Linked DNA regions of Mus musculus: region 1 is linked to region 2. A link is a contact called in public Hi-C data. All regions are on one chromosome and are shown on one strand. The core of a region is the stretch at or near the end of the contact, and the rest is flanking DNA. Distances in the headings are between cores, read along the strand shown. Region 1 holds the start of Gm31137 (a long non-coding RNA gene). Region 2 holds the start of Igfbp5 (insulin-like growth factor binding protein 5).

The links. Hi-C and Micro-C count contacts between places; a contact is called where the count stands out from the background.
Region 1: a contact with region 2 is called in a Hi-C map of the G1E-ER4 cell line, with 2.9 times the contacts expected there. The contact joins the enhancer-like site here to the promoter of Igfbp5 in region 2. A contact is called at or near these places in 10 of 39 promoter capture datasets (cranial neural crest, embryonic stem cells, frontonasal cranial neural crest and 6 more), 1 of 15 datasets of contacts at CTCF or cohesin (the G1E-ER4 cell line), 14 of 484 Hi-C or Micro-C datasets (the BV-2 cell line, the G1E-ER4 cell line, the MC3T3-E1 cell line and 8 more) and 1 of 9 other capture datasets (embryonic stem cells).

Annotation. Positions count from the first base shown.
Region 1 is chr1:72,983,891-72,989,548 of GRCm38.p6, forward strand. Gm31137 (a long non-coding RNA gene) reads left to right here and starts at 958. Exons shown (of 3, transcript XR_373508.3): 1 at 958-1,188. Within about 2 kb of position 4,316, at least 2 of the 459 cell types and tissues checked have an H3K27ac peak or open chromatin away from gene starts, as enhancers often do. A contact at or near this core is called in the G1E-ER4 cell line, where this site is marked.
Region 2 is chr1:72,873,555-72,879,248 of GRCm38.p6, forward strand. It overlaps Igfbp5 (insulin-like growth factor binding protein 5), which reads right to left and starts at 1,311. Exons shown (of 4, transcript NM_010518.2): 1 at 252-1,311. The coding sequence starts at 585.

The DNA.
Region 1 (5,658 bases), core at 3,066-5,565, 110 kb after region 2:
TCATAGCTACCTGTGGTGATTTCAAACCACACAGAGTTTGGATGGATTGTCTTCCTCTTCCTCCACCTTCCTTCCTTCTCTCTCCTTCCCGTCCCTGTCTCTGTCTCTGAAACTCTTAGCTCTGCCTCCCTTTTCCCTGTCCAATCACAGGCTTCTTGTATTAATATTGAAATTAATTGGGGGAAAATTCTGCTACACAACTCTATTGTTTTTAGGACATTTTTGTTATGCAGCTAAACAGACTAAGACATACAAATATAGAACTCTCAAAATCGGTGGATGGAGGTGAGAAGAGGGCAAAGTTCTCCCAGATTTCCAGAATTTCTCCTTGACGTCTCTAGTCTTAATAGCAGATGGGATTGAAAGAGGCTGTAGATGACAGATTGGTTGCCAGCTCCTTACTTGAAATGATGGACAGGACTAAAGAAAGTGAGAAGTGAGGGATTTGGAACCACGATAACAAAATCCAAAGGCAGAACATGGCAGAGAGGCCTGGGGACTTGGAGATAGTGGGAGCAGGGGGACCCTAGGAAGATCCCCTTCTTACTTAAAAAGGCTTCTTGTAGTCTTTTCTTCCTTGCTTTTTGCAAGGAAGAAAAGGGGAGATATTGAAGAAACATGATCATTTCATTGAAAATGGATCCTTTCGGTAGGGTTTCTAGTTCAAGGACTTGTCTGCCAACCATGACTCCAAATCAGGGTGTGAGAAAGGGACAGCCACCTCCTTAGCATATTCAAAGGATGAGGTGTTTTTCTCATGGCCAATGTACTATCACCATAAAAAATACCACAAACAACTGCCTTTGACGTAAAACAGGGAGGTCGGGAGATTGCAGAAAAACCGGCAGCTTGGCTGGGGATTGAAAGAGCGAAGCTGATGCACAGGAAGTTGCTCTTTCCTAGGTCACTGATGGCCCATCGAACCACGCCTTGTTTCCATATCTTGTTTGCAGATGCTCCCCCTCCTCTGCTTCCTTTCTGCTGGATGAGCATGCTCCTCTATGGCATCTTAATGCTTCCATGTACTCGGACACGTCAGAGGCCAAAATAGTGAAGCAAGTAACCGTGGACCAACACTCTGAAAACAGGAACCAACCAACCTTCCCTTTCTTTGATTCGTTTCTCTCAAGTATTGTCACAGCAGTGGAGAGCTGGCTAGCACTTCTCCCATGGACATATTTCCAAGTGGTGAGTAATGAGGTTATAGTTCCATGAAAGAGTTGTACCCATGGAACAAAATGTTGGAGGTTTAGGGACTAGCTCCTGGGAACCAGAGTGGAAAAACATGAGGCACAGAACTGATCTTTGGACCTAAGGTGATGGGGTCTGCATCTGCTATCACATCAGGTCCTAGGAGGTAATGACTTAGTACCTGTAGTGCCCAAGGCCATGTACCTGCTCTGTCAATGAGCTACATCCCCGTCTTCGTTTAATGACTTAGAAACAAACAAGCAAACATGAAATAAGGATTACAAACTGTTAGAAAGCAAAGTGGACCCCAGATTTTGGAGTTGTGGGATTCTTTCTTACTCTTCAGCTTGTTCCTTCGTGTGCCTTCTCCCATTAAACTCTGAATTACAAAGTGATGGCCAGTCCATTAGGGCTGATGTGGGGGTGGGTGAGAATCATAGCTCATGTAGGGGAGTGTGAGGTTAGAAGTTGCCACCGCATCCCTTCACACAGTCCTTTGGAAAAAGAAGTGTGGCTGTGGTAATACGTTTTCACATTTCTATAATTATTTACCGTATACAAAGCAGCCTGAAGATATTAACCAACTTATTTTTGTTGTCAAACAGCCCACAAAGGAGGAATTAACGTTTCTGTTTTCAAGATTAGGAGAGCTGGCTCAGTGTACAAGCTCCCCCAAGGAATTGTCAAGGACAATTGACAGAATCAGGTTTAAATCCTGTCTTTGACTTCACAGGACTAGAGGGAGGCCCTCAAATAACAAGAAAACAATAAGGCAGAAGCAGTTGTTCAGGTGCGGGTGAGGCCAGGTAGGTGGACAGGTACAAATGAGGCTGGCGAGGTATAGGACAATAGGGAGTAGAGGAGACTGTGGCATAGGACTGGTGAGCCAATGCCTTGGTTGTGGGAATCTTTGCTGCTTGCTGAAATGCTAAACTAACCTTTTTTTGGGATAGAAGTTGAAAATATAATTAGACAGCTATTTATTAAGTGCCTAGTGTGTAACAGACACAGGGAATGAAACAGTGAATAAGATGTTGAAATATCTCTATATTTGATGTGAACTTATCCAACTCTTAAGTGTTGAGAACTAATATAAAATTTGGAAACATTGTTCAGACCAAACAAAACACATCTGTGGGTTACATTTGGCATACAGGCTGCCGCTTTGTGACTTCTGTCCAAAGGCTTCGATGGTGCAAGTGGACCAGGGAGAAAGAGTTAGCACATCAATGCATATTTGCTTAAAAAAACCTCACCAGAAGAGATCTTCTTTTTTCTTTTTGTGCATACTATATTATACACATGACATTCATAGAGCTTTCTCATTGCATTATAGATACTTAAAGAGATATTACTTATGTTCATTGGGTATGTATGTGATAGAGAGATATTACTTATGTTCATTGGGGTATGTATGTGATAGAGAGATATTACTTATGTTCATTGGGGTATGTATGTGATAGAGAGATATTACTTATGTTCATTGGGGTATGCATGTGATAGAGAGATATTACTTATGTTCATTGGGTATGTATGTGATAGAGAGATATTACTTATGTACATTGGGTATGTATGTGATAGATATATTTTTACTGATGGGTATAATTAGAAAAAGCTGACGACTACTGGGATAGTTCAACCTTGAAGTTCTTTCATTTTTGATACTGTGATACATTCTGATACAAGATGGGCATGCTCACTGATTAGAGAGCGGAAGGAGGAGAAACAGGGGCGATTGAGCCTGGGCCGATTGAGAAAACTGTGCAATAGTTTGTTTCAAATTCTGCTAATCACAATTAGTCCCACACAGATACCTAACTACAAAGGAGGCTGGGGAGATAAGCACAGTTTAGCTGTGTGACCGGGAGAAAGAGGAAATGGCTTTTGTCAGTAAGAGGCAGTCTTTGCCCCTTAGAGGAGTGAGAAGAGACAGGATTATGTGTGTTGAGAAAGAGTAACACTCCAGTGGGGTTGTCCTCTTTCTTAAGTACTTTAGAAGGACAAGGTGGCCCAGTAAGGAAGGATGCTTGCTGTCAACTGTGACGGCTCGAGTTTGATCTCTAGGACATCTATAATGGAAGGATAGAACTGATTCCTGCAGTCAGGTTATCCTCTGGTCTCCAACGTGTATGCTGTGGCTTTTATGCATGCACCTACCCATACCCATCTTCCTCACCCCCACCCCTAACACTCTCACAGAATAATCAAATGTTAACAAAGTAGAGCTCAGGAAATCTTCAGCTGCTGGAAAATAGTAGGATCTGGGCCTAAAGAGCTTTCCTGGGCCACAGGGTAGAGCTCTGGACTGAGACTCAAATGCTAGGTTCTGGTCTGGATTGTGTCTAGACCTAGTTATGTTTTTGAATATAGTTTCCTTGACCTTTATGCTCAACTCCCTATTTATAAATGCCAACCCAATGCTAACCTTGTATAGCTGACACGGTTGTTTTAAGAGCCAGGTATAACTACATCATGAACATTTTTGAGAAAAGAAAAAGATTAAAATGAGGAATGAGCTCAAACTGCAGTTAAAGAAAATTAGGTTAGGTTTTAAAGAAAAGTGAGGAAGGGAAAAATTTCACCACAGTACAACAAGAGAAAAAAATTGTTTTTTTGTAGAATGTATAAACAGCTAAGAAATCATCAAGAAAGGATTTTGAGAATAGCAAAAAGAAGCCTCAGGCACAAGGACCCTGTGCCTGAGACACAAATTTTGGTTCTACTTCTGTATGTAAATTGTTGTTTGAGTGCTGAGGGTGTAGTTCAGTGATGGAGCACTTGCCTAGCATGCGCAAGCCTTGGGTTCTATCCTCAGTATTGCAGCAAACAAATAACCAATCACATAAATACCTAGGTACTTAAACTGCTGTTTGATGGAGTGACTATTAGAATTTCAATACAAATATGCACATGTAAAGCTGCATACAACGAGAGTCTGGTTGTTAAAAGGATTAGAGCCTTTAAAACAGAAGTCAAGAAATACCTTATATCAGGGGATAGAAAACATGTCTCGAAAATCAGCAAGACTCCAACTCATCACAGGTCCAAGGGCAATAAAAATATGAACTGCAAAACACTCACTCTCTAGAAGCAAGGCCACATAGGGCTGCCAATAGGAGTATTTCTCTGGTCAGACACCCAGGCCTTCAGAGGCTGAGGCCATGATGTGAAGGGTCTGTCTACTGCTTGAGCCAGTGGAAGACCTTGGTACTTGGGCATGGCTTTGCAGTCATGAAAAATGTAAGAGCTATGGGACTCTGGAAGCTTCCACCCAGATTCCGAAGGGTCACAGTAACTGCTGGGATTCCTTGACAAGGCCATGCGTGAAGCTGTGAGGGGTAAGGCTTAAGATGCAATGGAGACCTAAGGAAGTTTGGGATCCCAGGAACATATAACATCAGCTAAGAAAACCAGCCCCAAAGACAGCCTTGTGAATTGTGACAAATGAAGCCACAGGGGCTGGGCTGTCATGTCTTTCAGAATGCACACCCCACTACTGCAAGATTGATGTTGGACAAAGAGCAGAAAGATCTATGGTTTGCCTTGTTGGGCCCTGGTCACACCTTGGTCTGGTATCTCATCTCTGAGTCTCCCCACTCTCTGGGAACACAAATGTTTGTTCTGTGCCATCCATCATATGTTGGAAGTAGATGCCATTTTTCCTACCTCCCTTTCTCTCTCCCTCTCTTCCTTCCTGTGGGTCAAATCCAGGTCCTCACATGCTAGGCAAGTTATTGAGTCATCTCTGTTCTACACACACACACACAGACACACACACACACACACACACACACACACACACACACACACACACACCACACTATCAGATTTTAGATTTTGACTTTTGAATAATGTTGGAACAGCTAAGACTCTGGGAACTTCTAGAGATGGGCTAAATGCAATTTGCACTATAAGATACCCATGAGCCTTTGGGAGTCAGAGTCAGAATACCATGCTTGAATATGAAATGTCCCCATGGGCTCATGTGTTAAAGGCTTGCCCAGCTGCTGGTGCTATTTCGGGAGGTGCTAGACACTTTGCAGGGCGAGTCCTAGCTGACGTAGTTCCCTGGAGGCATGTCCTTAGCTAGATCTCACTATGGTCCTTCTTGTCTCCTCTTCTGATTCTCAGCCACTATGAGCTGAGTATCTCATGAAACCTAACATTTTTTCATGGATATCCTGTAGTCACCTCCCCACAAGCATCAATGTCCAGTAGGCATCTCAGACAAGTGTTATAGTTTTCTTTGACTACAAGCTTTCTACTGCAGTCTTCCACATCTCAGGAATGAAGGCAGCTGCTCTAGGCATCTTTTCTTCTCCTGTTGGGTGTGTTCATGTTGGTGCATGCATATGTGGGTCAGTGTGCGTGTGGTTGTATGTGCACATGTGTGTGTGTGTGTGTGTGTGTGTGTGTGTGTGTGTGTGTGTGTGAGAGAGAGAGAGAGAGAGAGAGAGAGAGAGAGAG
Region 2 (5,694 bases), core at 61-2,560:
GGTTGGGGTGGAGATGAAGTGTAAACTGGTAGAGACGGTTAGACAGCCGCCTAGGATAGCTTGCTCTGCCAGGGATTCAAGTGTGAGGTGCAAGGACCCACCCCATCTACTCTCAGGAGCTACTAGGGTCTAAGCCACTTGCTGCGCGCGCAAAGCGCGCGGGTTCCCAATCGGTCCCCGGTCCCCACCCATCCAAGGTGCCTCCCTCCCCAGCTCCTGTGCCGTGCAACTGAAACCCCAGTAGCGCTCACCTATCTTGGTTTGCTCGCCGTAGCTCTTTTCGTTGAGGCAAACCCCGCGGCCGTGCAGCAGGGCGTGCAGCGGCTTCTCCTCATCCTGCCGGGGGAGGCAGCGCAAACCCTGGGCGCAGCGCTCCGTGTAGACGCCACACGACTGTCCCTCCGCCAGGGCGCAAGTCATGCAGCAGCCACAGCCGGGCTCTTTGACCAGCTCACAGCCCAGAGGGCTGGGGGGACACATGGACAGAGCTTTCTCGTCGCAGGGTTCACAGTGCACGAAAGAACCCAGGCCTTGAGCCGGTACGGCATAGGCGGCCAGCAGCAGGAGGACCACGCTGATCACCATTTTCTCGGAGTCTGGCTTTACCTCGGGGCGGGGCAGGAGAGCGAGAGTGTGTGGAGAAAGAGGGAGCCTGGAGATTTTTTTCCTTTTAAATCTCTTGCAGGTAGAGCAGGTGCTCTCCCCCAAACACTTGCAAAATATGAGGCAAGGAGGATTCAGATGCCTGCACGCAAGTCCCAATTGCGAGGATTAAAGACTTGCAACAGGTTGGGGGTGAAAAAAAGAGGCGCGCCAGGTGCACGCAGAGCGAGCGGAGACCGTAGAAACCCCCAGGCGGGATCGGGTCAGAATTGGGGGTGGTGGTGGAGAGAACCACAGAATTGCTCACTCCAAAGCAACAGAAATAATTAGCTTGGAGGCCTTGAAAAGGGAGGAGGTGAAGAAAAAAATGGATTGGGCTTAATTTTCCCCCCTTTGCTTAAAATCTAAAACGCAACCCCACTCCGCTCGGTCTCAGCGGCCAGCTGCGCTGCTGCCGCAGAACAGGTAAGAGGCGTCGGCGGCTGACAACAAGATCGGGAAAATGTTGAAATCGAGGGGGGAAAAAGGGCAAAAACCCAGACCTCACCAAACCTGGACCCCAACACCTGCTCTGTCACCACCTCTTCGAAACCCGCAGGTTCTGCGTGAAGTCCGGAGAAGGGTGCAGACCGAGGGGGGGGGTAACAAAAAGGAACAAAAAGGGGGAAAAAAGCCCAAACAGCTTTGCAGCTCTTTCCTAGCTCTTTTAGAAGTTTCCAAAGAGACTGCGGGCTCTGGTCGAGCAGGCGCTTTTAAATAGACGGCCCCTGGCTGCCAGCCAGTTGTAGCTGCAATTTGAGCTCCCCAACACCCAACCCATGCAAGGATGCCAAGGAGCTTTGCAGCGCAAACTCACACGGGGTGGGGGTGGGGAAGAGAGGCCTTCTAGACACGGGGGCTCCCCTTCGCTCCCTACACAGAGCCCTCCTCCTCACGGAATGTACGGAAAGGGCTTTGGGGGGGGGGCGAAGACAGGCGAGCTACAGAGGAGAGTAGGGAGAAGGTGGAGGGAGGAGTGGATGGCAGTACTCTTCAGAAGCTGGGTGAATACAATGGAGCGAGTCTGTTTTCCGACAACTAGCCCGGACACTGGCTGTTAGGAGTCACATTTTCTTATTAGCCGTGTATACCCTGCCCAAGAAGTCCTTTCCAACTTTAGAAAAAAAAGTGTCTAAGAGACCACTGAAGGTTTGTCTGTCTGTGTGTTTGTGTTTGGAGGACAAGTAGTGTACAGTAGCTGGTGAGGGGCATTGAGATAAATTTAAAGAGAAAAGGAGTGCGGGCGCGTGTGTAGACCCCTCCCCCATTAAAAGGGGCAGAGGGATTATGGCAAGGGCTTGTCATTATTGTTCTGGTGGGGTACTGATTTTAGTTAAAGCCAGTGGTCATTTTCCTTCACCTATATAGATGACCAGGGAATCTCTCTCTCTCTCTCTCTCTCTCTCTCTCTCTCTCTCTCTCTCTCTCTCTCTCTGAGTGTGAGCGTGCTATGTGCACTTTCAAGAAGGGATAACGCCCTCCACCCCACCCCCCTCCCCAGCTTTGTTGGGAGTAGTGACTGAGACCCTGGAGGAAATGCTGTGGGTTGTCAGTTTTATCTGGTGTCCTCATGGACACCTTAAATGTCCTTTTAAATGGAAGGAAGGTAGGATAAAGTGATAACCTTCTTGGGTTGACAATGAGGCATTTCTGTGGGGTAGGCAGATCCTGGAGTGAGCAGGTACCTCGCTGCAGGAGACCTTGTTTAAGGGTTAATATGTACCAAGGTAGCATCCTGGAGCCTGCACGTGAGAAATCCTCACCATGCCACAGGAAGCCCCAGATCGCTAGTCAGCACTAGGGACCATTCTTCCCTTAGGAAAATGAAAGAAAACCTAATTTTTGAAAGAAGGAATATGATGGCTTTAGCTTTTTTTGTTTGTTTTAAAAATTAATTTGACATGATAGGTGGTCTGTAGACTGCCCACCACAGGTAAGAAAAGACATGATCAAGTGATGGTCTCTGGGGAGTTCTTGGGGGCAGGGCTTTTGCCCTTTCTCCAACTCTCTTCTTCCCTTGCTCTGTTCTTTTAGAAAAAGGGGCTGCATTTCATGAATTTTGCCACTAGACTGCACCCTTATCTATGATAAGAATTCTTGCTGGAGGACTGCAATATTGAGAAAATATTTCCCTTGCTGGCTCCATTTGGGAGCATCTCCCCGGGCGCTGTTCACACTCCCAGATTCTGATCCAGATTCTCGGTTCTCTGCCAATAGGCACATTTTAAGACAGGACCAAATCTTAAAGGTGTCCTTTTACACCCATTGCCAGGGCAGTTTTATTGTGTTGGTGGCTAGCAGAGGGAAGAAGAGCTGTGTGCACCAATGTACCCCCACACCCCCCAAAAAGGCAGGAGGGTTGGTTGGTTCCAAGAGCCTGTCTCTGCTGTTGGAGGGCTTGGGAAAGCAGGGAGCAACTTAACATTAGAAACTGGGTTGCATTATTTTAGAAGGGGAAGAGATCAAGTGTTATTTTCTTATTTAAGTTAACTTCAGGAGGGAAGAGTGTTAGAAAGGGGCATGGTGTGGGGATGGGCTCAGCTCACCCTGGTGTAGCATTTGAAACGAGAAATCTAGGGTGGTTCTTCTGTCCGGTTTCTCAAGAGTTGCCCAGTACTCTCAAAATATAGCCTCTAGAAGTAAATTTTGTTCTAGCTGACTTCTTGTGGCTAAGTACAGTGTGTAAGGACCAGTAAGAGAAGGAGAGGGCTCATAGAGAAGAGAGGTGGGCAGGGAGAAGAGAAGTGAGAGAGTGGGAAATTGGTCCTCGAAGGGTGATGGTGGGGTCATGGGGAGAGATCAGTGAATGACTTTCTATATTAAACAACCATGATGAGCTCCACTTCCAAAAGAGCAGAAGGAACCGAGAGACGGGCACTGCTCTTCAGGGTCACAGGGTAGGCTCTTGAGAGCACACACGAAACCTCCTTTGAACCCTGGGATCGTCTGTAGCGATTTTTATCAGTGACTGGAGAGGTGAATTTTATGCTCAACAGTCTATATGTGATGTTCAGTGACAAGCGTGCTGGGTGTTGGGGCATAAGGGCTTCCCATGAGTCCATTCTCTCTGCCCTCTATTCGAAAAGCCCTGGACTCTTCAGAAGATGGGAGGGGGGGGGACTTAATATCAACAGAGTTTCACTGAGATGACTAACTTATTCTGGACACACTGAAATCTGGTCGCACTCTCAGAGACCTCCTTAATGGCTGGCTTAGCTTTGCTGCCAGGAACGTACCTGTGTGTGGATAGCTGAGCTCTGATAAGCCTTTGGACACAATCTTCTTAGTGATGTTTGAAGTTAAATGTCATCTACCATGCTCTGTCTCCCCTGAGATCACTCTTTTATTTGCTTTGACAAGAATTAAGTGATGACCAGGACCAAGCTTCAAGAACTACAAGAGAATGAAAGATTTGTGCTGTTTGTCTGAACAACATTCAAAGGGCTTTCGTTCAGGAAGCTTACCAGACCTCCATAAGCCAGCTGTTTCTCCAAGATTTTGGAATGATTTCTAGGGCAAGGATGGTTCCTGATAACAGGGTTGGGGAAAGCAAGTTAACTATTGTCTAAGAGAGGTTTATTCATCATTGGTTCCACTTTCAAGATCTGGTCATTGACTTTTTCCCCACCAGATACATGCATACAGAGAGACCAAGACCCATCAGGAAGACTAATGCCACTGTCTTATCTGGATCCTACACTCTGGTACTTTTAAAAACAGGCACCCAGTCTTCAAGTCCTTCTACAGTAAAAGAAGTTGAGCAGGATAGAGCCAGGCAGGGTAGGGAGCAGCTCAGGACTGCTGTGGTGTAGTGTCATCACTGAAGGCTAGGTGGCAGAACAGATACATCACTGAAATCATGCCTCTACCTCCTTTCATGCAGGAAGAGGAAGAAGAAGCAGAGGAGAGGCAAATGAACGAACGAACGAAGAGCTTTAACAATGGGGTTAGGTGCATGGGAGAGACATAGCCTTGCAGAGGGGCATCCTTGTGTGCCTGCACCCTTTGGGCTCACTTTCATGCTGTCAAGCCTGCCCACTCTTTCTGGTGTTAGCAACACACATGCCTGAGTTACTAAATGTCCTTCTAGCAGCCCCTCAAGATTTACCCTGAAGACAGGTTCCTCCAGCTTGGAATATGGTGACGTTTCGTTCATCAGTACAAGCCCTAAAACTTCTCGGTGGTGGTCTTCATTAAAAAGCACACTATCGTCTCCCTTTACTACGAGTTCTAAGATGTTAATTCATCTATTTCACGCAGTCCAAACACATAGCTGTCTGCTCAGAACCTCTTGCCATCGTGGCTCGGGACTTTCTCAAGAATAACACGGTGTTGCAGGGGCTCACGGGCTCCACCCTCTCCGGTAGTCTTCTGGCAGAGGCAGGCTCTCTCCTCAGATAGCTCTGGGTTCCTTTGCACAGTGGATTCGTAGGTTTTATATGACATTTCTTATAGAAAGGAGGATGACTTCTAGCGTCAAACCACGTGCTGCTTTAAAGTTCAAGTTTTATAAGTGAGGCTCGCTGCAGCGGGCAACTTAACCGGAGTTGAAATTGACCCCCGAGGCGGACTGTTTTATAAAAGAGCAGAAGCCAGCCGTGACTCAGAGTGATTTGTGTCCCTATGTGAGCAGTATATGCATCCATGGTTTTACGGATTAATGCTTAGGAGTTGCTGGAGCCAATCCAGGCAGAGAGGGGGCTAAGCAGAACTCCACAGAGACAGTTTGGGCCTGCAGCCCCCCTGTCTCTCAGACCACGGGACCTGGCTTGTTTCTACAACGGGCAGCTCAGAAGCCCCGTTCACTTTGGAAAATGAGATTAACAAGGAAAAGTGATCCGTTGTGACTTCGAAGACAGGATGGGGAGGTCCGGCTCTGGAGGAGAGAGAGAAGTGGGTAGGGAAATGGAGTAAGAGGAGAGAGACAGAGGGTTAACTGCTTGAAACGGGTTTAATGAGCGTGAACTATGGAAAGGCCAAATAAAAACCACAGAGCCTTGTGGAGGACAGGTTTCATCATAGTTCAGCGGGGAGAGGGAGTGTGGGCGAATT